Regions from separate parts of the Mus musculus genome. Here all the other regions are linked to region 5. The links are chromatin contacts, called in public HiChIP or PLAC-seq and promoter capture Hi-C maps. All regions are on one chromosome and are shown on one strand. The core of a region is the stretch at or near the end of the contact, and the rest is flanking DNA. Distances in the headings are between cores, read along the strand shown.

Region 1 (3,777 bases), core at 1,139-3,638, 270 kb after region 5:
TGTCTGCCTTCAGAGCCCATCACATGGGTCCTGGGGATGGCAGATTGATGTTCCTAATTACATTTGGCTCAAGATAACATTAAGTGTTTGTCTTGTTCCCAGAGCCCACAACAACAGCAGACAGCGCGGAAGGTGCCAAGAGGCATGCTGGGTAACCGAGGATGGCAATCTGGGATGTGAGAGGGGTGATGGGTGTTGGTTGCTGGTGTTCTTGGCTGGCCCTTCAGTACTTTCTAATAGGGCCATAGGGCTGGATGGAGAAGCCTGGCAATGATGGTTCCATTCTCCTGTCTTAAGGCTCTCCTGTTCAAGACTACCATCCTGACATGGAATCCAAATCCTTCTGATAATGACCAACTGGCTGATGGGAAATGTTATGGGTCTCCTTTACATTTCTTCTGCTGATAGAACACTTATTTTGCTTGAATTGGTGTGTATGTGTGTGTTGCTGGTAATGGAACTGAGAGCCTTAATATGCATACTAGGCAAGCATGCCATCCTAGAGATACACCCTATCTTTGAGTATGTATGCATATGTGCGCATGTTTATGATGGCCAGAAGTCAACGATGGGTGTTTCTCCTTCCTCCTCTGCCTTTATTTTTGTTGTAATTGAGACAGGGTCTCTCTCTCTCTGAACCCAGGGCTCATTGGTTAGCTAGACAGGCTGGGCTGCAAGTTCCAGGGACCATCTTACCTTCACCTGATTCACACTGAGAATACAGGTATGCACTGCAATACTTAGCTGGGGATTTGAACTCAGGGCCTCAGGCTTCCCTGGCAAGCACTTTCACTGACTAATCCAATCTCCCCCGCTCCATACATCATCCTTGATTTGTTCCTGGTGACATTAAACTTTTCCTGGAGCCTTATGCATACTGGGCAAGCACCCTATCATTGAGATGCAGTGTGTGTGTGTGTGTCTCTGTGTGTGTGTGTGTGTGTGTGTGTGCTATGTACATGCTTGTGATGGCCAGAAGTCCACAATGGGTATCTTTCTCAAACATTCTTTGCCTTTAGTTTCGTTATTGTTGAGACAGGGTCATGCAGGAAGATAAATCATACCCAGGGGCCAGCTAGCTCCCTGCTGTACTGTCCCATGTGGAGACAACCCAGAGACTCTGAACTAAGTGTACAGTGGTTGGATGTCAGGTAAGGATGGGGTTCAGAGAATGAAGCCGGCATTTCTGGGGCGGGTGGGGGGGGGGTGAGGCAGTAAAGACTTGAGGCCTGGCATGACTACACCTAGGAGGGGTCTGGCGCAGAGCCAATGCCTGAGGCCTGAAGCTACATCTGCTCTCCCTAGAGACCTAGTAAAGTTGCTGCAAGGCCCCTGGAGACGGACAGGTGTTTATACCCTTCCCAAGATGCAGAAGAAGTTCAAAGATGGCAGCAGCTGTGGAGGAACTCTGTAACTCACAGACACAAGTCCTGGCTCTGTCACTGTGTCAGACCAGGTACGTCCCCCCACGAAATCTGCTCATTCTTAGGGATGCCCCCCCAAAAAACCCAAAACACCAACAAAAACTAAGATAAAACAAAACAAAAAAAACTGTAAATAAAAATATCGGGATCTATGCCAAAGCACTTTATAGTAGTTGTCACTGTGTGTAGTACTGTTCTAGAAATACAGCTGCGGAATGGAGCAGGCATCCTACCTCCCTGTTCCTGCACCTTCCTCCGGGGCAGGTGCTCACACTGGACTGCAGTGAAGAAACTCTGAGAGCAGGTGGCACACTTCAGAACCCCCGGGGGGGGGGGGGAGAGAGAGAGAGAGAGAGAGAGAGAGAGAGAGAGATGCTCCAAATACCTCATTCCCTCCTCCCTTCTCTGTGGTTGCAGCGGCTCCTTATCTGTCCAAACCGGTTTTGCCCAGGTACTCGCATGGCCATATTCAGGCAATTGTACTTGAAATTCCTGCAGCTGCTACAGGGTGTAGGTAACCTGGCTGGGATTTGCCTAGAGCAACTGTACCTGTCATCTCCCCAGTGATGTGAACACTCTTGAGGAGGGTCGGTCCTGCCTCTCTTACAGAGAGCTCCCCCTGTGTCCCTATAACTATAGAACGCAGGATCTGCAAAGGAAACCTCTAAGAAGCTTGCCACCAAGCAGAGAGCCTCTGGGCGAGTCTGGCGAGCCAACTGGGCCCAATGCCCCTCTGTCTAAGTACTTTACACTCAAGTCCTGCCACTTCCTATGTAACATGGACCACATTGGCCTTAGGCGAGCTCATCACTGAGATGCGAAGGAGTGCTTCCACGAGCCCTCCTGGCCACCCTGAACTCGTGTGGCAGCTGCGGGACCCGTAGCGGGTGGACTTTGGGAACCTCCAGGGGGCGACCAGCCCTGGGAAGGCATCTCCGGCCGCGCGCCGCGCCCGTCCAGCTTGTGACTTCACCGGGCGCCCGGAGCCAACGCGGCACCGAAGGCCGGGTCCCCGCCCACGGCCCCGGCCGCAGGTGCCAGGAGCCCGAGGGGGCAGCGCCTGGACGCGCGGGGCTGGGGACCGTCAGGCGCCCGGACTGCACTCCCGCCTCTGCCTCCGCCTCCTCTTTGTAGCGAGTCCCCGGTCGGTCCTCCCCGCCCCCCGCGCGGCCCGCCGCCCGCCTTTCTTCCTGCCTCGCCTTCCTGCGGCGCGGCGGCCTCATCTATTATAGATGCTCGGCCGCGGCTGACATCAGCCAGCGGCCTCCCGAGCGCGCGGTCCCCAGCCCGGCCCAGCCGCCTGCCGCCGCCCGCGCCCAGCCCCACCGCCCGCTTTCTGTATGACTGTCACAAAGGTAAGCAGCGCAGATCGTCGCCACGCTGGGGACCCGCGGGTGCTACAACCCCCCGGGCAGGGACTTGAGGGGCTTAGGAAGGGATCGCGCGCGCGCGCGCGCTCCAGCTCCCAGGAGTCGCTCGGCCCCCAGGGGACTACGGGATGCCGGGAGGGGATGCTCCTTTGCAGCTATCCTGGACGGTGTGGACCACATCACTGTGCGCCCCGGGACTGCATTTTTAACTCTTGTGGAAGGTGCTGCAATTTTAACCCCTGGAAAGCTGCTTCGGGCTGGCTGGCGCTCTGGGTGTCTGTCCCTCAGTGTCACGCGCCGTAAGGACTGAGGGATCCATGCTGATGATGCAGGGATGGGCTGGCCATGCTAGTCAGACACACAAGGGAGCTGAACCCCACCTGCCTGTCTTTGCCATTTACCCCAGAAGCCTGGGCCTGACTCCAAAGCTACCCTGTAGAGGCGCTGCCGGATCCCTGAGTGGCTGCCAGAGACAGGGAAGGTTCTACTGCATGGGGTGGGATGGGCAGGGAGTGTGACAGAGAGGAGCAGGTAGGCATCCTGGCAGACCCCAGTTTGGAAGAGGTTCTTGGACTTGTCACAGGAGCCCGGGTTTGTTGAAGAACTTTTTTGGGGACGTCTTCCCTGCCAATGGAAGAATGGAGTTAAGAGGAGAGACCGTTGGGGCAGTGGGATAAGCCCTGGGCCAAGGCAGATTTGAGTCTCTCTACGGAGAAGGGCTAGGCCTAGTTTGGGCTTAGGTTTCCTTTTCTGCAATGGGATAAGATGAGCCTTGGTAGTGGTGGGACAAACAAGTGAAGAGTATGAACTGTACTCTTCCCAGGTTCTGTTGGAGTGCTGACCTCACACCCTGGCATCGGCCTTAGCCGTGGATTTGGCCGTCTATACACCTTAGGCCAGACTCCATCTTTCCCAGATGCTCAGCTGGCTCTCACAGCTGAGGAGGTAGAAGCCAAGCAGGCCAGGCAGCCTGCTGTGGTCAA
Region 2 (3,545 bases), core at 239-2,738, 360 kb after region 5:
ACTCTGTATTCATAGGCCCTGTGGGAATTGAACTAGCTATTGTATTTGTTTGTTTGCTTATTCATTATTTATTTATGAAGCTGAGTCTGTCTGTATAGCCCTAGGCTTGCCTCAAACTTAGATGCTCCCGTCTCTGCCTTCCAGATGATATATATTATAATTATATACAATTATATATATAATATATATTTGTATAATTTTAGTCAGGGCATCTGACTTGTTATTTCATCTTTATGTCAAAGTGGCAAATGAGCAAAAGTCTTAGTAATACTAGGAGTGGTGTGTTGGTGGTGGTGTGTCCTGTCTACAAGAGCCCACGGCTAAGTTTCTAGGAAATTTTTAAAGCCGATTGTTAAGTACAGCCTTTATTAAAAATTAAATTGCATTAACTTACAATTAAATAAATTATAATAAAAGCTGAGGTACAGAGTATTAAAAATTCATTGCATCTTAACTGTTTCACCATGTATACAAGATTATTTGTGTCTATTACATTTGCCCAACTGTGTCCTACTAAGAGTCTCTTTGGGGTTGGGCATGGAGCCCTGTTGGTAGAGTGTTTAGCCTAGCATGCACTAGGCCATAGGGAGAGGTATAAACCTTCGCAGATAGCACATGCTTGTAATCCTAGCACTTCCGAGCTGGAATCAAGAGGAGCAGAAATTCAAAGTTAACCATAGGTATCAAGTTCAATGCCAGCCTGAGCCACGTGAGAGTCTGTATTTAAGACAAACAAGTCTTAAAAAATGGTAAAGTGGCCCAGCAGGTAAAGGTGCTTGCCACACAACAGAAGTCCGATGACTTAAGAATTCATATAGAGGTAAAATTCCACATAATTGTCCTCTGACCTTTACATAACTACTGTGGGATACACATTCAAACATACCACACACACACACAACATACCTACTGTGGGATACACATTCAAACATACCACACACACATTAAAAAAAATAAGTAGGGGCTAGAGAGATGGCTCAGCAGTTAAGAGCACTGACTGCTCTTCCAAAGGTCCCCAGTTCAAATCCCAGCAACCACATGGTGGCTCACAACCATCCGTAACGAGATCTGATGCCCTCTTCTGGTGTGTCTGAAGATAACTACAGTGTACTTACATATAATAAATAAATAAATAAATAAATAAATAAATAAATAAATAAATCTTAAAAAAAAAAAGTAAAATCTTATTTCATCCCCAGAGCATGGCCCCTGTCTCTCTTCACTCCACACAGGGTCCGGGATGTGGCTGACCGTTCCTTCCAGGGCCAGCCCATCCCCCGTGGGCTCCTAGCTCAGTGTTCCTGAGAGCCAGCAATTGACCAGCCTCCGTGCCTCTCAGAGTGGCCTGGGCTGGGCTGGGTGCCAGAAACTTAATGCAAACAGCTTTGCTAAGCAAATACTCAAGTGCAGCTTTAAGATGAGCTGGGAGTAGTGCTGGGAGGTGAGGGGGGAGGGAGAGGGAGCGAGAGAGCTGCAGACTGCCAAGTTCCAGCCTGCCAAGTTAAGGGGAACTGGGGGAAAGGCACTGGTTAGGAACAACAAGGTTCAAAGGGCTTGCTTGGAAGAATCACACTAAAATTCTCAGCCTCACATTCAGCTGTTTGGTTTGGGGGCCATTAATTAGCCTTTCTGGGCCTTCATTTCATCATGTCGAATTCGGTTTGTTATGAGCACTAATGATAACGCCTAGCTTCAGGAGATCCTGGGATCATATTTGGCTCAGCTTAAAAATCACAGTCTAGGGCTGGGGACATAGGTTGGCTGATAGAGTGTCTGCCTGGATCACACAAAGCACTGGGTCCTACCCCCATCTAGTACCAAGTAAACTGGATGTGGCGGTGCACACCTGCAACCCCAGCCCTTGGGTGGCTATTAGAAAGAGCTCCAGGACTTCTAGGTCAGCTGGGTCCACAGGTTGACTTAAGAGTTGAGAGCTTGCCCCAGTAAAGCACTGGCTGCTCTTCAAAGAACCCAGGTTCAATTCCCAGGACCTATACGGTGGTTCACAATGGTCTCTAACCCCATTCCAGAGGATCTGAAACACTCTTCTGGCTGCTGAGGGCACACACGTGGAACACAGCCATACCTATAAAAATAAAAATAAGCTAGAGCAAAAGATGACATTAGATGATTCATTCACCGCTGTAAAAACCGTTTCCTGTACAAGCAGGAGAGCCTGAGTTTAATCCCCAGAACCCACAGAGACCACAGTAGCACATTCTTACACCACAGTAATCCAGGAAATAGCTATCACAGGGTCCCTGGAGCTGGTGGCCTGCCAATCTGGATCAGCTGGTAAGTCCCATGTCAGTGAGAGAGCCTGTGTCTAAAAATAAGATGGATGGCCTCTAAGGAAGTCCAGAGGTTGAACTCTGACCTCCAACCTAAACACACAGACACCATGCACACAATCAAAAATATTTCATAATTACCACAAGAGAGCACCCCACCCCAATATTATAATTCTCACCCTAGAGCACCTTCAAGGTATCCCCAGTCACCTGCGATTCTAAGGAAAGAAACATTGCAAGTGACAGGGTTCAAGCATTGAATACATTGACTTACTGAGAACTGTAGCTGACCTGAAAGCACCCCCTCCCACCAGTAAGAGAGCTTGGTGGAGCCTATGTGAGTGAGGGTTTAAGGAACTTAGGCTCAGGAATGGTGGAAGCATGGCTTCCTAACCCCGCTCTCCTGTTTTGGGTGATAGCCTTGACACCTTTATCAGAGCCTAAGAATGTTTAAGGCTGTGGCTCCAGCCTCCTGAGAAAAACCACCAGCTTCCTGAGTCACAGATGTCAGAACAGCCTAGGGCTTTCCATCAGGACACAGAAAGGAAGTAAAGGGCCTGAGGAGCCCACCCCAGCAGATGAGTCCAAGCAAAGATCTTTCCTTTCTGAGCCACTCTGAATGGGGACAGCAACCTAATGATTTGTCTCTCCCTACAGACAGGCAGAATCGAGCCAAACTACCCCAAGGTATGCGGTCATCAGGGCAACGTGCTGGACATCAAATGGAACCCCTTCATTGACAACATCATCGCCTCTTGCTCCGAGGACACTTCGGTGAGCTGAGCAATGGGTGCTTCCCAGGCATAACCCTGAGCATGTACCTCCCTGCTTCCCCTAGAGAGCCTCTATACACACTACCTCTTTCTCCTCTCAGCCTTGCCCCCTCCCTCCCTCTCCAACCAGTCCCAAAATAGAGAGGACAAGACAAGGGTCGGGAAGGGACTGAGGGAGAGGATCTCTGCTGGACACACCCCGTGCTTCCAAGTTTGGAAGTGTTGCTTTGTAGGTGAGAATTAGAACCAAAAACTTAGGTGTGTGATTCAGCCTCTGCCTGTGCTCTATGGTGAAGGAAAGGAAGATGGGGAGGAGAAAGGAGGAAGGAGAGGAAGCAAGGGGAGGAGGGCTCCTGAGCATTTCAGGCTCACATGGTAAATGTCCCATCATTTATCATCTGGGAGCTGCGGCTTCAAGGACTGTGGTGACAAGGGTCACTTTGGGGATATTGAATCCCAACTTTCCACGTTCTACCCCTCG
Region 3 (3,828 bases), core at 1,294-3,793, 300 kb before region 5:
AGAGGAGTTGACTCTTTTCCCGCTTCCATGGGCACGAGCACACACACAAATACACACACAGGGGAGGAGGAGAGGGAAAGAGGGAGATTAAAAATTAAATCTTAAAAAGGGGGTTGGGGGGCTGGTGAGATGGCTCAGTGGGTAAGAGCACCCGACTGCTCTTCCAAAGGTCTGGAGTTCAAATCCCAGCAACCACATGGTGGCTCACAACCATCTGTAACGAGATCTGACGCCCTCTTCTGGAGTGTCTGAAGACAGCTACAGTGTACTTACATATAATAAATAAATAATAATTTAAAAAAGGGGGGGGATTGGGGTGGGGCTTTGAAAAAGTGTGAGTGGCCCCAAGTAAGCACCAAGATTCATCAAATACTCACAATCCGATCACCATAAGTCTATACGTTTCTTTTATTTTTCCCAGTGCAGGACCAGTTTCATCAAAACATCAGTAGACTTCACACTTACAGGAAGAAGATGGACATGAGTGACTACTCATGGCTTCTCAGTCCTGTGACAGAGGATGGTAAATGCACCTGTGACAACACACAAGTGCGCCTTGACATCAACCTCCCATTTGTTTATAATGAAGGGCAGCTGACCCACAGCCACCTCTGCCTTCTGCATGCAGTCTGCGTGCGTGTGTGTGTGTGTGTGTGTGTGTGTGTGTGTGTGTGTGTGTCTGTGTGTCTGTGTGTCTGTGTGTCTGTGTGTCTGTGTGTGCGCGCGCACTCTCGAGCGTGCAGGAGCGAGCAGGAGTTCCACAGGCACAGTGCAGGAGGTAGCTGAACTCCAGGAGAGACTCCACAGTGGGTGTGACATGTTACCTGCTGCTCATTACACCCTCACAGCTTGAAAGCTCCTTGAATTACCCAAGTTGGCTCCTGTCCTTCAAGGCTAGCCTGTACCATCAGCCACTGGAGGAGGCCACATTCTTAGGAAATACAATAAAAGGAAGCAGTCAGTCTGGGGGATGTAGCCAGGTGAAAAAGCATGCTTGCATGATTTAACATGCAAGATCCTGGCCTTACACACACACCCTTGCATGCACACACATACGCAGGAAGTATTAAGAGGTATTTTGAGAATGGTAGGTCTGAGATGGTGATAAGCACCATTCCTTAGTAAGAAGTATTAGTAACAATCCCTCCCTTAGAAAGGGCTGTGTGTACAGCACTGTCTCTCTCGGCTTCTCTTTACTTACTCATTTGGATTTCTTTTCTTCCTTTCTTTTCTTTTTCTTTTTTTTTTCCTTTTCTTCCTTTCTTTTTTTTTTTTTTTTTTTTTTTTTTTTTAGATCCTTTGAGTACCTCTGGTTGACCTGGAGATCACAGTGATTGGCATGCATTTATTTTCAAGTGCTGGGAGGCCTGCTTCATTTACTTTTGATTTTTATAAAAGTGCATATATTTTCCATTATGGTGGTGCATGCAGCTCTTGGGATGCATAATCAGGCAGACCTCCGAGTTTCAGGCCACCCTGCCCTACATAGCAAGTCCTAGGACAGCCAGTCTATACCGTGAGACTTTCTCAAAAGTAAATATAGAAAGAAAGGAAGGGAGGAAGGGAGGAAGGAAGGGAGGAAGGAGACTGTTAACGTGTGTGGAGGTCTGCGGACATGCAAGGATCACTTCTCTCCTCCCATCATGGGTTCCTGGGATGGAACTCAGGTCCTAAGGTTTATACCTGCTAAGCGTCCACATACAAACTTTTCATATTTTTGAGACAAATTCTCACTTTATAATTCAGGCTGGTTTTAGACTTAACTGTATAGCCCAGGCTAGACTCCAACATGCATTCCCCCTGCCTCAGCATCCTGAATGCTGAGATTACAGGCATGCACCACCACACCCAGCCTGAAATGACTGAATAAGTATATTTATCTGAATTTGAAGGGCCTCCAGGAACCAGCAGTAGGAAGGCAGTATTTGCATTTTAAGAGCTGGAAAGCCTCCAGCTGACTGCTTGCGTTTATGTCTGGATGGCCCGGCCACTTGGGAACTGTGCCATTCCACAAGTGACTTACCTGTTCTTAGCTTCTCTGCCTTCATCTTTAAAGTGAAAATAATAGTACACATTTTATTACTGGGAGGAGGCTGGGCCAGCCTTTCAGTGACCAGAGCATCTGTGATGTTCAAAGGGTGTGGGCAGCCAGGGAGAATTATCCAACTAATAGTATAATTACCTTATTACGTTAACAGTATCACTTCAAAGGGATATTGGGAGGAAGGTACACGCAGAGGAACACGGCAGAGGCCGGTAGTGCGTGCTGTCAACATTATTCAGGTCCCTATTTTGCAAATGAGGAAATCAAACCCCTGATGCAGAACATGAAGCTAGTGGGTGGCAGGGCTGGCCCTGAAGTCCAGGCGGGTCCAGTATCCTCCAGCTGCCCAGCTGGGATGCAGACAACCCCCGCCCCCGCCAGAAGGCACCCTGGGAACGGAAAGCTGGCCGCCCTCCAAGTCCTAGGGCGCCCTGGAGCTGAGTCCTGCTGCCCCTCCCCCACTCGGGAACAAAGTGCACTTCTGCAGTTGGGGGAACATTCCAGCAAACCGAAAGCACTGCGGGGATGACCCAGCGGCTGCTTCCCGCAAAGGGGCGCGAGAACATCGTGGGCCCTAGACCGGCCTTCGGGGACCGCCCGCACCGGCCGGGGTGTGCACCCGCAGTTGCACGCAAGGAATCCTCTGTCGGGTTAGTGATGCTTGGCCAGGACAGGCGTCCCGCCAAGCAAGCGCACAGCTCGCTCCTGCTCTCCCTGCCGCCCCTAGCTCTTCCTGTTCTGGAAAATAAGGACAAGGAGAGCCTGCAGAGTGAGCTCCTGTGATCCCACAGTAGACCATAGCCTTTCGTTTTGGTTGTACGCCCCCCATCCCCATACTTTGCCCAGTATTTGCACGCATGGCCACATGGATTAACAATGGGGTCCCACCATTGTACAGTTGATATTTAACCCACTTTTCAGAGCAGTTTTAGGTTAACAGAAACTTGTAGGATACCCTTTCGGGCCTCTTTCCCAGCATCCCCAGCTCCTCTGGTTTGGCTTTTTGCTTTTCTAACCCTGGATCCACAGAATCTCTGCATTTCTATTCACTACTCGGTTGAAGGGCCGATCTGTACTGAAAAGTCATCAGCTTTTGGCAAAGGCAGCCGTCACTGCAGAATCCTGCTCCCCCTTCAGCCTGTGCTGGTTAATGTTAATTGTCAACTTGGTAAGCTCTGGAGTTACCCCAAGATGGGCCTCTGGCCATGCCTGTGGGGACTTATCTTGACTTTTTTTTTTTTTTTTTTGGTTTTTGAGACAGGGTTTCTCTGTGTAGCCCTGGCTGTCCTTGAACTCACTTTGTAGACCAGGCTGGCCTCGAACTCAGAAATCCTCCTGCCTCTGCCTCCCGAGTGCTGGGATTAAAGGCGTGTGCCACCACGCCCAGCTATCTTGACTTTTTTTTAATGGAGGTGGGAAGACTCACCCACTGTGGACAGAATCATTCCTGGCGCTAGGATCTTGGACCAAGTACATGGAGAGCCAGAGCTGGGCAGCAGATGAGTTGACTTCTCCACCTTGAACTGTGGCAAAAATGCACCCTTTCCCTCTCAAATTGCTTTCGTCAGGGAGAAAAATAAGACACAGCCCCAGAGCAGCACTGTAGTTTTCTGGTTTTGTCTGTTTTTATTTCTTTATGTTTTCATCTCTATGTTTTTGTTTATTCCACAGTGCCCTTTGTGAATTTTTCAGAATGGCTTCCTTCACTAAGTAGTATGTTCTTAAGTTTCTTTCATGTTTTTGTTTTTGTTTTTATAGCTGAGAGCTCATTTATTAAGTCTGCT
Region 4 (3,633 bases), core at 467-2,966, 450 kb after region 5:
AGGGGGGAGGGGCCCAAACAGCTCATAAGCATAAACAGTGCACTATAGCAGGTGGGATCAACGCTCATGCTTTCCCGCAACAGCTTTGGGCGCAACAGCTTTGGGCGTGTGCCTATGCCAATCAAGCACCAGCCCTGACAGGGGATGGGATCAGCCACTAAAATACCAAACTGACGCAGCACTCAGCACACTCCAGTCAGTTCTCCCTACATAAGACACTCCTGCCGCATAGTTGGCTGAAGGGTCACAGAATCCATGGTGATCCAAGATGGGGGGTAGAGGAGGAGTCGGACAGAGAGAGAGAGAGAGAGAGAGAGAGAGAGAGAGAGCTGGTGGCAGGCTGGAAATCCACAGCTGGCTGGTAAACAGCCCTGAAAGGCCACGAGGGGAGATAAGAGGTACCCGGAGACCGGGAAGAGAGAGGCGCTGTCTTGATCAGGAATGGCTATGTAACTATAGCCCAGTGCAAAATGAGATGGTGGGCCCCTTGCTGGAAATTTACCTGGTAGATAGCATATGCTTTCCTAGCCTGTACTAGTCTCTTGTTTGATTTTTCCAATACTACATAAACTTGGTAGAAGATGGATGACAAGTTCAATACCATCCCCAGTTATACACTGAGTTTGAGACCAGCCTGGGCTATGTGAAACTCATCTCAAAACAAAACACAAAACAAAGCCTCACATAGAATTCTAAGACAGTGACAGCCAACTATGTGTGTAGGTCACATGGCTGTGGCGCTGGCTCTGATTAGAATGGACATCTTGGGTCTACGACAGGCCTTCTAAAAAAAATAATGACCCAGGGGGAAAGGACACTTTAAGAGCCGCCCCTTACTTTTTCAGAACTTCTATGGCAACTCAGGATGGGCAGAAGGCGGACTCTAGCCAAACAGACCTGGCTCTAGTCCAAGTTCCTCTCTCTAGCCCAGCTGTTCCTAACCTGTAGGTCTCCACCTCTCTGGGGTTAAACAACTCTTTCACAGGGGTCTGCCTAAGACCAGCAGAAAACACAGATATTTACATTGTGACTATAGCAAAGTTACAGTTATGAAGTAGCAACAAAAAATTGTATGGTTGCAATCAGTTAAGAAGAGTGGGGAACCACTGGTCTCTCGCCCTTCTCACCTCTCTGGGCTTCCAGTTTCCTCTCAGAATTCTAGTGCCAACGACCCAGGGCCGGATTACACAATAAGAAGTCTAGCCTAGAATTTTGCCAGCTTGAAGAAAAAAAAGCTACCCACCATCCCCTTTACCACTGGCTCTACTGATGGTGTCCACACTGAAGATGGTAGCAGGGAATGAAGGCTCCTAACCAGGCCCAGTCCTCCATGCCTTCCTGCCACAGGCTCTGAGCCCAACACCCCAAGCCTCCCACCCTGCTCTGGAGCCGTGGAGAGCATTTAAAACAAACCCTCTGGGTTCAACCTCTACATCTTGCTTTGCCTGGTTTTCTACCCCCAACCTCCAGACATGATTTGCGCTTCCTTTACTGAACAAGAATTGGATAAATATATGTGGTTTGGTTTCAACCTTGTCAGTCCCTGACCAATTTAGGTTCCAGGTTCCAGGCTTCGAACAGAAGACTCAAATCAGATTGACCCAGTGTTTTTTGGTGCTCCTGGATTTTAACTAGGTCAGCTTTTAAATGGGCCACCCCCTGCTGCAGATCCCATTCCTAGCTAGAAGGCCACGCTGTGTGAGTCACTGAGGTTTGAGGCAGAGCTAATAAACGGACACTTGCGTTTGTTTTAACGGTAAAATCTACTTACCGACCTGTGTGGGAAGGGACACAGCTCTGGGGGGAAAGGCTGGATGTTTTGAAAGTTACCGAGATCTTACTGAACAGAGGTCAGTGTTTTCTGATCATAACCCACTGAAAGGGATACATTTTAGGAGCTGGAGAGATGGCTCAGCAGGCAAGCCACTTGCAGCTCTTGACTGAGTTTGGTACCCAGCACCAGGGTCAGAGGCTCACAATTGCCTGTAGCTCCAGCTGGGGAGGGGAGTGGATTGATTCTGCACTCTCTCTAGTCTCCCCAGGCACATGCATACGCATTAATTACACAGCCACATTAATACAAATAAAACAAAAAGCAAGCAAACAAACAAAACCTACTTTACTCAGAGCACACACAAACTGTTTGCCTGTAGGCACACTTGGTGAAAATAAACACTACACATAGAATCCCATCTATAGATTTAAAAAAAAAAAACTTAAAAGTTTCATTTATGTGTCTCTGTGAGAGAATGCCACTTGTGTAGGGGAGCCTGCAGAGGGCAATCTCTTGGAGGAATTACAGGGGGCTGTGAGGGGCCGGATCTGAGTCCAGAGAACAGAATCCAAGTCCTCTGCACGTGCCCCAAGTGCTCTTAACTGCTGAGCCATCTCTCCAGCCCTCTTATTACTTCAATTTTTAAAATGTGGCCCACAGTATGGGGTGAAGTGGGCCAGAGAGATTGATGTTCGGCAGAGGACGGGGGGGGGGGGGGGGGGCGGAAGATGGGCGGCTGGGCAGAGAACTCTGGCCCGGGTGATTAATTTTAATTTTTCTTTTCTGCCACAACACGCCTCCTGTCCTAGGTCAGAATCTGCCCCCCACCGCCATCCCCAAAAGTAAGAGAACCCACGGCCCATCCACCATCCTCCCAAGTTCCTGCAGCCTTGTGGCTGCCAGGGCTTGGGGGTTTCAACGCCTCTCAGGATCTTCCGTAGTCTTAGCCAGGGGCAAGAGCCTTCTTCGCTTTAAAAACAAACAAAACCCTCCCCGAGAATTGAAAGCCTCTCCGGGCCTCGGATTTTTGCTGCTACGTACAAAGCAGCTCTGCAGGCAGGCGGCGGGGGAGCACGTGGCGCGGGCAACGGTGATGCCATCCTCATTACTTAGAGGCAGGAGGGCGGGCCGAGGAAGATCAGGCTGGCTCATAGGTCCAGCTGGCAGGGCAGGCTGAGACTGCACCAGCCCGCCAGCCCTGCGACTCGCTCTTGTCCCTGGCTCCTCCCCACTCTTCCCCGCGCGGTCGGGTGATTTCGCCTGTGCTTTCCTTGCAGGAGTATTCGGTGCTAGGGACGCTTCCACTCACTGGAAAGGCTCGGTGCTGGCCAGGCTTGCTCAAAAGGATACCTAGCTTCTGCCCCCAGCCTTTGCGTTCCTCTTATCTTTAATTTTTAAAAAAGATTTAAAAAATGTGTTATGAGTGCTTTGCCTGCATGCCTTGTACTGTGTGCATGCTCACAGGGGACAGTTATCAGATATTTTGAAACTGGTGTTACAAACGCCAGTGAGCCACAAGTAGATTCTGGGAACCAAACCGGGGTCTTCGACAAGAGCAGCAAGCAAGCGCTGTTAACTGCTGAGGCGAACTCCTGCCCCAAGTAGCCCTCCATTTAAAGCCTCGTTCCTGCCTCCCATCTCAACCAAGCCTTCCCTGGTTGCCTGGCCCTGCCCTGGTCCCGCTCAACTTTCAAGTAACAGAAAGTTACCAAAGAAGCTGGAAACAGCCTAGAGAGCAGCTGTGGGGTCTGACTGGCTGTCCAAGGAGGAGAGTACGGTGATGAAAGAGAGATGGAGTGCGGAGAGAGAGCTTGGGAGGCCGGAGGTGATGGTCAAACGTAGCAGGCTCCATTCACTTA
Region 5 (3,749 bases), core at 886-3,385:
CTTGCTTTTTTATACCATCCAGGACCACCTGCCCAGGGTTGGTACTGTCCCCAATGGGCTGAGCCCCCATCCCCATCAATAATCAAGAACATGCCTTACACACTTCCCTACAGACAATCTGAGGGAGGTGTTTTATTTCTGCTGACATTCTGCCTTGCCAGATGACTCTAGCTTCTGTCAAGTTGACAGGAAACAAACAAACAAAAACAGAAGACAACAACAAAACAGCCTCCAAGCCTCCCAAAACAAAAACAAAACAAAAAACCACTCCCCTTCAAAACCTTCACAACTAGCCAGCACAGCCTAAAAAACACTTGATTTTCTTACAACCTGAAGTCCCAGCGCAAAAACAGGCCAGCTTTCCCTTCTACTAGTTATGTCAGCAGAAGTTAGGGATTTAAGAGATGGTTCAGTGGTTGCTTTTCCAGAGGATACAGGTTCAATTCTCTTCCACTACATGCTGGCCCACAACCAATCTTTAGTAGGACCTGATAATTTCTTTTGAAGGCACAGTGGCATTCATGCAGACACAGAACCCGAATACATAAAATACAGAAATAAATATTAAAAAGGAAATCTTATCTTCAGTTCTTATTTCCAAGACTGTTTTTTTTAATAGTGTAAGCCCCCTCCCCCCGACATTTGCATAGGGATCTGAAAATAGGTAACTGTTTTAGGAGATAATCTGAGAAGTGGTTTATCCTCCACTTAATCCCAGCCTCTCCTAACTGGCCTTTGAACTTCTAAACTCTTGCTTCCTGGGCTATGTTCTGCACACATTAGGGAGCATGCATGTGATCTTAAAAAAAAAAAAAAAAGCGCCATCTTGTCACTTTTCTATTTAAAACTCCCTAAATGCAATCCCAGAGTAAACCAAACCGTTTGCATAGGTCACTGGGCCACATGACTTGCATCCTGCTGACTTAATCCTTTAGAACTCTTCCTACAGTCAGCAGCCACACTGCTTCTGTTCTGAGCTCACCATCTGTCTTCTGCTCAGGATCTTTGAACTATTTCCATTGTCCAGCCTCTGTTTCAGGCACCTGTTACAGAGGACTTCTCTGACCACCCAGGCGAAGTCTCCTAGTCCACACCCATAGCCCTTGTTTCATAGTAATGACATGAATCCAACAACTCTACATCATTTATTTGTCTGCTTTCTCCACACAACCACACAAGCCCCAGGAGAGAAAGGCCTAGCCTAGATGAAGAAATCTCTGATGCTAACCAAAGCCTTGTACGTGAATGGCTTATAGCATTCTTTGGATAAATGCTCTTTTCAAATCCTAACAATTCTGTGACGTGTAAGTGAGACAGCGGAGGTTCTGCAGGGTCAGGACTAGAGACTGGTTCCATCTGGCTATGACTGCTGCCTCTTAGCTCTTTATCTTACACACTTAATCCCCTTTCCTGGGAGGTCTGGTGAGGCTTTCAGTTGCTTTTCAGTGAAGCGGCTCTCGCCCTCCCAAATTTCGGAGGCTCATAATAGCCCTTATTCAAAAATGGATCTTTTGGGTGCTCTTTCCCCTTTTCCTGTGGCCCCCACCTCGCGCCCCCGCGCGTGAATCACTGGCAGACAGTATCCCACAGTAATAATCATAAAACTGGATGTGCTTTCTAGCCCGTAGATTCAGTAGCCTTCTCTCCGCCCCCAGCCTTGACTAAGCATCCTAGGGTCCTGTGGGGGCGAGATGGCTACTTGCGTCAAGGGCACTAGGGACTTTCAAACCCGCATCAGAGCTCAGCTAACTGCGCACAGCGGAACCTTTCTTTAGGATAGCCTCGTTTGCCCGCCGGTCGGTTTAGGAAGCAATACCTACTTAAGCGTCCCTCCCACTCCTGCCTTCCCTCCCTCCCTTCGGCTCCGTCTGCGGCGGCTGCTTTCCTCCCGCCCTAAGTTCCGGTGCTGGTGCTGCCGGCGCGGTCCGCGAACACCCACGCGCGGCTCACGGGAGCCCCGCTCGCCAGCGGACCCTTTCGATCGCCGGTGGGCGAGTGCCCGCGGTTTTCCTGCGGCGAGGAGCTAAGTGGAGGCCGTTCCAGACCCTCCGGCCCGGCGCGGGCAGGCGTGCACATCGCTCGCTATCCAGGGCGTGCGCGGGCCTCTCGAGACCCCAGCGGCGACCCGTAGCTCGGGCGCGCGCCTGTCGCAGCCCGCAGGAAGGAGGCGGCCTGAGACCCGGGGCGGCGGCCGCCATGGAGATCCCCTCGGCCCAGGGCCGGTGCCTGGGGCCTCGGGGGCGGCCCTGACCGTCCTTCTCCCCGCCCGGGCCGGGTCCCACTTGTGCCTCCGGCGGTGCTCGGCCACCTCTGCGTCTCCGCCCTCCCTGGGTCGCGCTGCTGCCTGGACACGGCGGCGGCGCCCTGTTGAATGGGCTGTGAGGGCCCGGGTCTGAAGTGCTGGTGGACGCGGCCTCCGGGGGCGCAAGGCAGCAGCAGCGGTGGCGACCAAACGGGTGTTGGAGTTGGCGGCGGCCATGGAGGGCCTGGCTGGCTATGTGTACAAGGCGGCCAGCGAGGGCAAGGTGCTCACTCTGGCTGCCTTGCTCCTTAACCGGTCAGAGAGCGATATCCGCTACCTGCTGGGCTATGTCAGTCAGCAGGGAGGACAGCGCTCCACACCCCTCATCATCGCAGCCCGCAATGGGCACGCCAAGGTGGTGCGCTTGCTGTTAGAACACTACCGTGTGCAGACCCAGCAGACCGGCACCGTCCGCTTCGACGGGTAGGTACATCCCAACTCCATCCTCCCTCCGACGCGCGCGGGCCTCCCAAGCCCTGGATCCTCTCATCCTTCATTAACCCTGTTTTCATGTGTGGACTCAGTTCTTTTTCATATCCCTTCACCCCCATTGATGCCCACCTCGTCTCCCAGAGCTATGCTTTGCTGCCTTTTCTTATCGACTCCTACCCTTTTCCCCCTGTAGGTGGTAGCCACACCCTGGGTCTTGAGATCTATAGTCTTCATTAGTCAGCGAACACGCACTGTCGGAGTGGTGGCTGCCCATCTAGGTTTTTGTATCTTTATATCAGCACTGGCGTAGTAACCTAGATCGGAAATTAACGAGATCAACAATTAAAATTGAGGACCTTTTGATGCTTCATTTAACCTCTCCATATCCCTTCTCCTCCCGCTCCCCCCCTCCCGTGGTCGGATCGAGCCTCAAGCAGGTCGTGGGACTATCTGTTAAAATAAGCCCCTAGAATCTTGTCATGCAGCTGGGCATCTCTAGGCACGGTTCTGACTCTCCCACAATGCTGGCCAATATTTTTGGCTGTACAGGTGGCTCTGGGCCTGGCGTAGAAGTTACGCCATTGCTAAATTACATGTATAGGGTGATACAGTGGGAAGGTTTCACAAACACTTAACATTGTTCAAAAATTTACTATTTACTATTATTCTAATATTTTTTTTCATTTGAGGTTAATTGTACATATTTTTGGGGGGCGGAGGAAGATAACAGAGTCGTCACGTTTGATACCTTTTTTTTTTTTCCTGTGCTGAACGATTGCGGAATGATTGGCATAATATAGCTGTATTCAGTTTGCTTTGTTTACATTGGTTTTTGTTGACCTGTAAATGAATAAGCTATTACTAGTTTAGCATTTTCTTTTGCAGTAGGTGGAATCTACGTATAGAAATGCAATTTAGTTTTGGTTAGTAAAAACTGCCTGACCAAAAAAGCCTGTTTGGAAGCATTCTTATATTCTCTAGCCCCTCCCTCCCTCCCTCCCTCCCTCCCTTCTTC
Region 6 (3,997 bases), core at 697-3,196, 340 kb before region 5:
CCCGCCCGCCGCTCCGCCCGCCGCGCACCTCCGCTCGCCGCTTGCCCGGCTCCAGCCGCCCGCACGGTGAGTACCTGCGATCGCGAGCCCACAGCCCCCGCGCCGGCCGCCGCAGCGCTTCTTTCGTTGACTTCTCCTTTAGACTCTGTGGCGGTTGTTTCCTATCCTAACAAACGACTCCACAGCCTCGCTGCCACCGCTGCCCACCTCCCGCCTGCTTAACCTCGCTAGGCTCGCCCCTCGAGCCACAGGAGCGGGCCAGGGGGTCCCCATGCCGCCCTGAGCACTGCTCCTTGTCCCTGAGTGCGGCCCTTCGTTGGTGCTTTCTTCTTTGGCCCTCGAAATGCTGTTTCCTTCCTAGGGTCCCTCACTTCTCCGGGCTCCAAGGCCAAAAGCCCTTTGGGAAAACCCCTTGGGGACTCAGGAGCCCCAGCTTCAGGTGGACGCTCCAGGCTCAGGGTGTCCTCTTCACTCTATGCGGGCCCGGTACATTTGCCCAGAAATCCCAGAAGCCATCGTCATTTCCCACAGCTGCGGGCCCCCTTAGCCACCTCCTCAGCCTGTGTGAGAGCCGTCCCTGGGACACCTAGCTCGCCTTGTTGACCCCTCAGCCAGGGAGTTAGCACAGTAGTTTGCTTGCCTCCTAAAATGTTACTGGGGATTTCAGTGACAAGGGAGGATCAACTTGCCTCAGTTTGACTGGAAGAGATGAAACAGATAATAAATAGGTTGATACTTGAACAAGATACAAGATAGATGGGAGAAAGAGCGGTGAGCTGGCAGCGACAGACAGCTCAGGGACAGATAAGATCGACAAATAAGTATCTAAGCAAACAGAGGGAGGGAAAGATACCTGCAGACCAAAGATGCCAGGTTCTTAGCTTTGGAATTCGGATCCCTGTTAGAGTGAAGCTACCCCTCTGAAATGGATTTGCTTTTCCAGCCAAGTTCGGAGGAGGGAGTCCTAGGGACTAGATTGGCGGCAAGAGCGCCTGCCGCCCAGCATTGGGTCCATGGAGCCCTGAGTGTCTGAAGACACGTGAGGTGACTGGGCGACCTAGAAGGCCCTAAACATCAATTCCTGGGTCCTCCACCAGGCTAGACTGTGGATACAGCTTCCTCTCTGCCTTCTCCAGAGATCAAAGCGAGGGACCAGCAGCAACTTTTTAGTGCTTGGAGTTTTACAGTGGCTTCCAAGAGTGGCCAAGATTCCTTCTAGCCCATCTGAGCTGATGTCGGGGCATGAAGGATACTCAAAGAGGAGTCACCCCCACAAAAGGAGCAGCCCAGAGCCTGGGGAGCCTGTGTTGGGTCTGAGTAAGAAAAGCTGTGTGGAAGAGGACAGAAAGCTCAGGGGCATGTTTCCAAAGCTAAAAAGTGACTCCAGAGAAACGCCTGTGAGAACCTCTCTGTCCCAAGCGCTGACAAGAGGGGAGCCGGCTTTAGTCTGGAATGCAGCTAAAAAATGCAGAAAATGTGGTTAGAGACTGCGTGATCCCGGCCTAACTGATGGCTGGCAAGAAAGCGTTTTGTAAACCCAGCTGGACTCTTTCTGCTCAAGGAACACCGGGCTCAAGGAGTCAGAAGAGAAGTACAGGTTTGTGCAAACCGGTACTGTTGTCCCTGGAAGCCGGTCACCACGAAGATAGGTGCATTGGGGGCCACCCGAGGTCGTGGTGCACGCGACAAGCTTTGGAAAGGGTAGGGTTCAGCACCGCGAACAGCAGTGGCCTCCTCCTCTTCCTTCTATCCTCCTCCTTCAACCTCCATCCCTCCCCCTTCTCCCTGCCCCCACCCCTACATCCTGCAGTTTGTGATGGGCAGTGAGTGCCCCTCCTTCGCCTCCCCACCTCTCCCTTCACTGCCCCCGCCCGCACGCGTGCATGCGCGACTGAGCAGAGGGGCCGCTGGTCCCTGAAGTCCGGGCTTCAGGACCCTGGCGGGCAGGGCGAGCTGTGAGGTAGCTGAAGGCACGCAAACCTGAGTGCCGGCTGGAAAGCCTGGATTTGGCTATGGCATTGCTGTGTGGCCTTGGGCAAGTCACTCTCCGTCTCTGGGTCCCACTTCCTTTCCAATCTGAAAACAGGATTGGTTTCCTGGCAGCCGGGGCTTTCCTGAGGTTTCGATTTTCCCTTTTCCTCCCTTAGCCCCCCGGGTGCTTTTGTTTCAGCTCAGAAGCTGGTCTGAATAACAAAAGGGGCCAGTCCGTGGGACGAATGAGCTTGAGCTCCCCACTGCCAAGTAACCCCCTCGCACCCCACACGTTGCGCCCCGCTGGGCGGGCCTGAACCTAGGTAGCGGCGCTAAAAAAATGGCTCATCTGCTCTCTGCTCTCTCTGTTTCGCAGGAGCGGCGGCATGGAGGCTCTCACCACTCAGCTGGGGCCGGGACGCGAGGGCAGCTCCTCTCCCAACTCCAAGCAAGAGCTGCAGCCCTACTCGGGATCCAGCGCCCTTAAACCCAACCAGGTGGGCGAGACGTCGCTGTACGGGGTACCCATCGTGTCGCTGGTCATTGATGGGCAGGAGCGCCTGTGCCTAGCCCAGATCTCCAACACCCTGCTCAAAAACTACAGCTACAATGAGATCCACAACCGCCGCGTGGCCCTGGGCATCACATGCGTGCAATGCACGCCGGTGCAGCTGGAGATACTGCGTCGGGCCGGGGCCATGCCCATCTCCTCTCGCCGCTGTGGTATGATCACAAAACGAGAGGCCGAACGCCTGTGCAAGTCGTTCCTGGGCGAGCACAAGCCCCCCAAACTGCCTGAGAACTTCGCCTTTGACGTGGTGCACGAGTGCGCATGGGGCTCTCGGGGCAGCTTCATCCCTGCCCGTTACAACAGCTCTCGTGCTAAGTGCATCAAGTGCGGCTACTGCAGTATGTATTTCTCTCCCAACAAGTTCATCTTCCATTCGCACCGCACACCCGACGCCAAGTACACTCAGCCCGACGCCGCCAACTTTAACTCGTGGCGTCGGCACCTCAAACTCAGTGACAAGTCGGCCACCGACGAACTGAGCCACGCTTGGGAGGACGTCAAGGCTATGTTTAATGGCGGTACGCGCAAGCGGACCTTCTCCCTGCAAGGGGGCGGCGGAGGCGGCGCTAATAGCGGGTCTGGTGGTGCAGGGAAGGGCGGCGCTGGTGGCGGTGGCGGTCCAGGGTGCGGCTCAGAGATGGCCCCAGGCCCACCGCCCCACAAAAGTCTGCGCTGCGGTGAAGACGAGGCGGCTGGGCCTCCCGGGCCACCTCCACCGCATCCGCAGCGCGCACTTGGCCTGGCGGCGGCAGCTAGTGGCCCTGCAGGACCTGGAGGACCTGGGGGCAGCGCAGGGGTTCGCAGCTACCCGGTGATTCCAGTGCCCAGCAAAGGTTTTGGCCTCTTGCAAAAGCTGCCCCCGCCTCTTTTCCCGCATCCTTACGGTTTCCCCACAGCATTCGGCCTATGTCCCAAAAAGGACGACCCAGTGTTGGTCGCCGGAGAACCCAAGGGAGGCCCTGGCACCGGGAGCAGTGGGGGCGCTGGCACCGCCGCGGGTGCGGGTGGCCCGGGAGCTGGCCACTTGCCCCCAGGAGCAGGGCCCGGCCCTGGTGGCGGCACAATGTTCTGGGGACATCAACCTTCCGGCGCAGCCAAGGACGCAGCGGCGGTAGCTGCCGCAGCTGCCGCCGCCACTGTATACCCGACGTTTCCCATGTTCTGGCCAGCAGCCGGGAGCCTCCCGGTGCCTCCTTACCCGGCCGCTCAGAGCCAAGCTAAGGCCGTAGCGGCCGCGGTGGCTGCGGCTGCTGCTGCAGCGGCGGCGGCGGCTGGCGGGGGCGGTCCTGAGTCTTTGGACGGTGCCGAGCCAGCTAAAGAGGGCAGCCTCGGTACGGAGGAGCGCTGCCCGAGCGCTCTATCCCGCGGGCCCCTGGACGAGGACGGTGCGGACGAGGCGCTGCCACCGTCTCTGGGTCCCCTGCCCCCTCCGCCACCGCCACCTGCTCGCAAAAG
Region 7 (3,656 bases), core at 687-3,186, 260 kb before region 5:
TAGCCATCATGATGACTGAGACAAAGAGACTGGGGATTACTGGTAAGTACTACAATGCAACACAGCTAACAGCTCGTTAGGTCATTTATCTTAGTAATTTTCTATTTTTGCTGTTGTTGCTACTGTCTGCTTGCTTTGCTACTGTTTGTCCATTTTGTTTTTGAGATGTTGTCTCTCTTAGAACCTAGAACATGCATTCTTCTTAGTGCTTCGACCCACATCCTGGCCTGAATGAGGATCACATTAGATTGCCACACCTTCAGCTGAGTAGGTCTGCTGTCTGCTTCTTCCATCATGAGTGCCGATGCTGGGACTCTGGGGAAAAGCAGAGAGGAAGAGGGGCCTAAAGACAACTATCCCCTCCCAATCCATAAGGCTGTATTGAGGGTTAAAATCATGGGCTTTGAGGACTGTTTGAGTATGTTCCTGGAAGCTCCCATATTAAGGACTGTCAGGTTGTTGGGAGGTGAATAGATTCATGGGTTCATTTTTTAAATTCATAGTTGAATATACTTTAAGGGGTAGGGACTGACTAGGCCACTGTTAGTGTACCTCTGAAGGGTCTGCCTTATCCATAGCTCTATCTTTTCTGTGTTGCTGCCTCCTGGAGGTCAGAAATAGAACAACACACACACACACACACACACACACACACACACACACACACACACATCCACCATGGTATCCTACCTCACTCACAAGACTGGAATCAACAGCTGAGTATCGAAAGGCTTTCCTCTCATTTCTCTCAGGCGTTTGTCACAGCAATGAAGTGGCCAACACAAGAGTAGAGCTCAGACTGGGTTTGTGACTCAGATGGTAGAGGGCTTGCCTGGCACACACAAAGCCCTGGTTCTATCTCCAGTACTGCATAAACTGAGCAAGGTGGCACACACCTGTGATCTCAGCCCTTGGGAGGTAACGACAAGAGGATCAGAAGTTCAAGGTGATCCTTGGAGCTTGAAGACAGTGTGAGATACTGAGACCCTATCTAAAATCATAGCGGGAAGGAAGGAAGAAAGGAGGGAGGGAGGGAGGGAGGGAAGGAAGGGAGGGAGGGAGGGAGGGAGGGAGGAGAGGACTGGGTTGGGAAAATGGCTCTGCTCCTACTCAGCACAGAGGGGAGGACAGATAAGGCACATGGCAGATAGAGCATAAACTCTGAGTCCCAAACCAGCTGTGTCCCAGTGTCTTTACAAACAGGAACAGCAGCTGCCCCACCTCTTACATTTGACCAAGAATTCTGGGGAATGTCACTGATCACAGAGAAGCTGAGGGCAGAGGTGCTGCAGATCACTGGCATCCCAGCCCTGGCCAAAACCATGCTCAGTGACACTTGCTCTCATGACCAACTCATTCAAAGTATTCCACTAGCAGCTCACCAGACTAAACCCCAGCCTGGGAGCCCAGAGCAGGCTAGGATCACCTAAAACCCTTGATTCCTGGCTTGAAGTCTGTTGGTGATGACTCCTATTGACGTCCCTTTGGTGGAAAGAATGTCACTAGCCTGCCTCTAGCCTTCCTGGGCGTCCTGTGTGGCCTAAAGCCGATAAGAGTGTGTACGTGCAGGCCCTTGGGCCAGATGCCTTCTTGTTGCTAGGCACCGGATGCTCTGATCTGAGCCTGGGATCAGGCCTGTGGGATGAGACATAGAAGAGGCCTTTGGGGCACAGAGCTGAGGATCCTATTGTCTTTACAGGGAGGAGTTGGGTCAGCTACCTTACTGCTGATTTGTTTGTTTAACTTTCCTTTTTATCCTATGTTCCTCTGATGGGAAGAAGGTCTACTTGTGGGCTCCTACTTCACGGAGTTTTTCAGTCTTCCTAGGCGAAAGCACACATTCCTGAAAACCACTCAAGAAAGGTGTCTCTGGGGTAGCAGTGGGTCTTGAGGCCCGAGTTAACAGCTCATGTGCACATGTGGGTGTGAGTGTGTGTGCTCCTAAGCACACGTTCTCAGGGACTGGAACCCCTCCCACCACATTCCCCAGGGCGTCTCCCCAGCCACTGCGACTATAATCATAGCCAGCCTGGGACTTTAACCAAACATCACATTCCACCACCCTGGACAACCTCTTTGTTTGATCTTCTCTCTAGAGACACAGGTCAGGAGGAAGGTGGGGCGAGGCGGTGAGCAGCAGCATGTGGGATGCATCTCTTCCTTCTCTTGTTTTAGAAGCTGCAAACCCAATACTGGTCCTCAAGTCTCCCCCAGTTTCTCCGCCTCAAACCTAAGGACCTCGGGCACAAATTTCTGAGAATCGGGGCCACCTCAAAGTCACTAGTCCAACCGATTACTTTATAGAACCCTGGGACACCGACTTTAATGTCACACACACAGAGGGACAGCTTTGCAGAAGTCCAGGAAAGAGCCTTCTTCCACATCCCAGCCCTCTCCACCAGTTAGCAGCCGCTGGGTGACACCTCAGTTACTCACTTAGAACTCAGCCCAACAAGCAAAGCAAAAGGCAGGAAGTGTGTGGCGGAGACTTATTTATGCTAGAGTGTGGATGACTGACATCGGGAGGTCTTCAGACAAAGGAGATTTAGGTAGAAAGCAGAAATGAAAAGATCAGGAGGGCACTAGATTATGTAAAAGTCGGCTGAGGTGACTGAGGTTAGCTACCGGGAGGAGACCATCAAGCCGGGAAGCAGCAAGCACCAGAGAGAAACTTCACATTAATACATGGCTCATGGGTCCAGGTCTGATTCTTTCTTCTGCAGGGGGAGCAGTGGGAATTTCAAAGTGTCAGATCCCTCTATGCATCTAATCCTGTTGCTCTCCAGAGAGAATGTGTTTTAGATTTATCTTCAAACTGCCTCAAGGATCCGTGGGTCATTCATTTGGGCCACCTGGGGCCTCAGCTTTGGCTGGGTTCAACTTCCTTCCTGCCTCACAGTGGGAGAGCAGCGATTCCTCCCAGGCTGGGTTTTGTTTGTTTGGTTTTGTTTTAATAATTTAAGTTCTCTGTTTTATGTATCTAATCTCTTCATATTTTCAAGATAAAATTAGTTCTACAGGGCATGTTAAATTCTCTGAGTATATTGGAATTGTTGTTTATCATTTAAATTTAATTTAACCTTTTTCTTTCTTTAGTGTTTTTAATTACTTAAGAAATACACATCCCTTGTAAAGGATTCATAAAACGGTGAAGGATGTGGAAGCAGACACCACCTGAAAGGAAACTTCCACTGCTAACATCCTTAGCTCTTGGGGTGTGCATTTAAAACTTTTAAAAATTATTTAATTTTTGAGACAGGGTTTAACATAGCCCAGGCTAGCTTCAAACTTGCCACATAGCTAAGGGTGACCTTGAACTCCTGAACCCCTGCCTCTACGGTTTTAGGTGGGTGTCACAAAGCCCGATTTTTACAAGGTGCTTAACCCAGGGCTTCATGCCTGCAACACAAGTGCTTTCTCACAACTCCAGCTACTGGTGTGTGTGTGTGTGTGTGTGTGTGTGTCCTACATGTGTGCTAGTGTCCTCAGAGGCCAGAAGAGAATGTCATATGTCATATCTTTGGAGCTAAAGTTAAAACTGTTGTGAGCCGCTCAGTGTAGCTCCTAGGAACCAAATTCAAGCATCCTTGAAGAGCAACAAGTGCTCTTGACTGCTGAGCCATCTCTCCCTCACCACTAAATACATTTTTGTTTCT

The links. Promoter capture Hi-C pulls out the DNA fragments that hold promoters and counts their contacts. HiChIP or PLAC-seq counts read pairs in DNA pulled down with a chosen protein or histone mark.
Region 1: a contact with region 5 is called in an H3K4me3 HiChIP or PLAC-seq map of forebrain, with 2.3 times the contacts expected there. The contact joins the promoter of Coro2b here to the promoter of Fem1b in region 5. A contact is called at or near these places in 4 of 39 promoter capture datasets (the 3T3-L1 cell line, cranial neural crest, frontonasal cranial neural crest and 1 more), 1 of 15 datasets of contacts at CTCF or cohesin (the NIH/3T3 cell line), 1 of 484 Hi-C or Micro-C datasets (embryonic stem cells) and 4 of 115 datasets of contacts at active chromatin or transcription factors (embryonic forebrain, embryonic stem cells, epiblast stem cells and 1 more).
Region 2: an H3K27ac HiChIP or PLAC-seq map of T-cell acute lymphoblastic leukemia shows a contact between it and region 5, with 2.6 times the contacts expected there. The contact joins the enhancer-like site here to the promoter of Fem1b in region 5. A contact is called at or near these places in 6 of 115 datasets of contacts at active chromatin or transcription factors (the NIH/3T3 cell line, T-cell acute lymphoblastic leukemia, embryonic limb bud and 3 more).
Region 3: an H3K4me3 HiChIP or PLAC-seq map of bone marrow-derived macrophages shows a contact between it and region 5, with 3 times the contacts expected there. The contact joins the enhancer-like site here to the promoter of Fem1b in region 5. A contact is called at or near these places in 1 of 39 promoter capture datasets (frontonasal cranial neural crest), 2 of 484 Hi-C or Micro-C datasets (bone marrow-derived macrophages and uterus), 25 of 115 datasets of contacts at active chromatin or transcription factors (T-cell acute lymphoblastic leukemia, bone marrow-derived dendritic cells, bone marrow-derived macrophages and 19 more) and 3 of 9 other capture datasets (adipose tissue, embryonic stem cells and liver).
Region 4: an HNF4G HiChIP or PLAC-seq map of pancreatic cancer cells shows a contact between it and region 5. The contact joins the enhancer-like site here to the promoter of Fem1b in region 5. A contact is called at or near these places in 2 of 484 Hi-C or Micro-C datasets (CD8 T cells and the G1E-ER4 cell line), 8 of 115 datasets of contacts at active chromatin or transcription factors (bone marrow-derived macrophages, embryonic fibroblasts, embryonic midbrain and 4 more) and 2 of 9 other capture datasets (adipose tissue and pancreatic islet).
Region 6: a promoter capture Hi-C map of pre-B cells shows a contact between it and region 5, with 5 times the contacts expected there. The contact joins the promoter of Skor1 here to the promoter of Fem1b in region 5. A contact is called at or near these places in 5 of 39 promoter capture datasets (the C10 cell line, cranial neural crest, liver and 2 more), 1 of 15 datasets of contacts at CTCF or cohesin (pro-B cells), 15 of 484 Hi-C or Micro-C datasets (B cells, CD4 T cells, LSK cells and 8 more), 33 of 115 datasets of contacts at active chromatin or transcription factors (the SCID.adh cell line, bone marrow-derived macrophages, cardiomyocytes and 21 more) and 3 of 9 other capture datasets (adipose tissue, embryonic stem cells and liver).
Region 7: a contact with region 5 is called in an H3K27ac HiChIP or PLAC-seq map of extraembryonic endoderm stem cells. The contact joins the enhancer-like site here to the promoter of Fem1b in region 5. A contact is called at or near these places in 1 of 39 promoter capture datasets (cranial neural crest), 17 of 115 datasets of contacts at active chromatin or transcription factors (T-cell acute lymphoblastic leukemia, bone marrow-derived dendritic cells, bone marrow-derived macrophages and 12 more) and 1 of 9 other capture datasets (liver).

Annotation. Positions count from the first base shown.
Region 1 is chr9:62,535,655-62,539,431 of GRCm38.p6, reverse strand. It overlaps Coro2b (coronin, actin binding protein, 2B), which reads left to right and starts at 2,388. Exons shown (of 12, transcript NM_175484.3): 1 at 2,388-2,779. The coding sequence starts at 2,765. It overlaps Gm39352 (a long non-coding RNA gene), which reads left to right. Exons shown (of 4, transcript XR_870833.1): 2 at 1-151; 3 at 644-1,151; 4 at 1,306-1,551.
Region 2 is chr9:62,454,049-62,457,593 of GRCm38.p6, reverse strand. Coro2b (coronin, actin binding protein, 2B) reads left to right here. Exons shown (of 12, transcript NM_175484.3): 3 at 2,949-3,065. Among named protein-coding and RNA genes, the nearest start is that of Gm40523, 40 kb to the right of the region's middle. Within about 2 kb of position 1,488, at least 102 of the 459 cell types and tissues checked have an H3K27ac peak or open chromatin away from gene starts, as enhancers often do. A contact at or near this core is called in T-cell acute lymphoblastic leukemia and stem cell-derived neural progenitor cells, where this site is marked.
Region 3 is chr9:63,108,051-63,111,878 of GRCm38.p6, reverse strand. It overlaps Gm35658 (a long non-coding RNA gene), which reads right to left. Exons shown (of 3, transcript XR_870837.2): 3 at 3,646-3,828. Among named protein-coding and RNA genes, the nearest start is that of Gm35658, 17 kb to the right of the region's middle. Within about 2 kb of position 2,543, at least 200 of the 459 cell types and tissues checked have an H3K27ac peak or open chromatin away from gene starts, as enhancers often do. A contact at or near this core is called in T-cell acute lymphoblastic leukemia, adipose tissue, bone marrow-derived macrophages and 12 more, where this site is marked.
Region 4 is chr9:62,363,109-62,366,741 of GRCm38.p6, reverse strand. All of the region lies in intron 1 of Anp32a (acidic (leucine-rich) nuclear phosphoprotein 32 family, member A), which reads right to left. Among named protein-coding and RNA genes, the nearest start is that of Gm40522, 16 kb to the left of the region's middle. Within about 2 kb of position 1,716, at least 82 of the 459 cell types and tissues checked have an H3K27ac peak or open chromatin away from gene starts, as enhancers often do. A contact at or near this core is called in the G1E-ER4 cell line, embryonic fibroblasts and pancreatic cancer cells, where this site is marked.
Region 5 is chr9:62,810,034-62,813,782 of GRCm38.p6, reverse strand. It overlaps Fem1b (fem 1 homolog b), which reads left to right and starts at 2,135. Exons shown (of 2, transcript NM_010193.4): 1 at 2,135-2,725. The coding sequence starts at 2,478.
Region 6 is chr9:63,144,929-63,148,925 of GRCm38.p6, reverse strand. It overlaps Skor1 (SKI family transcriptional corepressor 1), which reads left to right and starts at 1,946. Exons shown (of 9, transcript NM_172446.3): 1 at 1,946-2,119; 2 at 2,348-3,997. The coding sequence starts at 2,013.
Region 7 is chr9:63,073,366-63,077,021 of GRCm38.p6, reverse strand. No RefSeq gene overlaps it. Among named protein-coding and RNA genes, the nearest start is that of Gm35658, 18 kb to the left of the region's middle. Within about 2 kb of position 1,936, at least 72 of the 459 cell types and tissues checked have an H3K27ac peak or open chromatin away from gene starts, as enhancers often do. A contact at or near this core is called in T-cell acute lymphoblastic leukemia, embryonic stem cells, extraembryonic endoderm stem cells and 3 more, where this site is marked.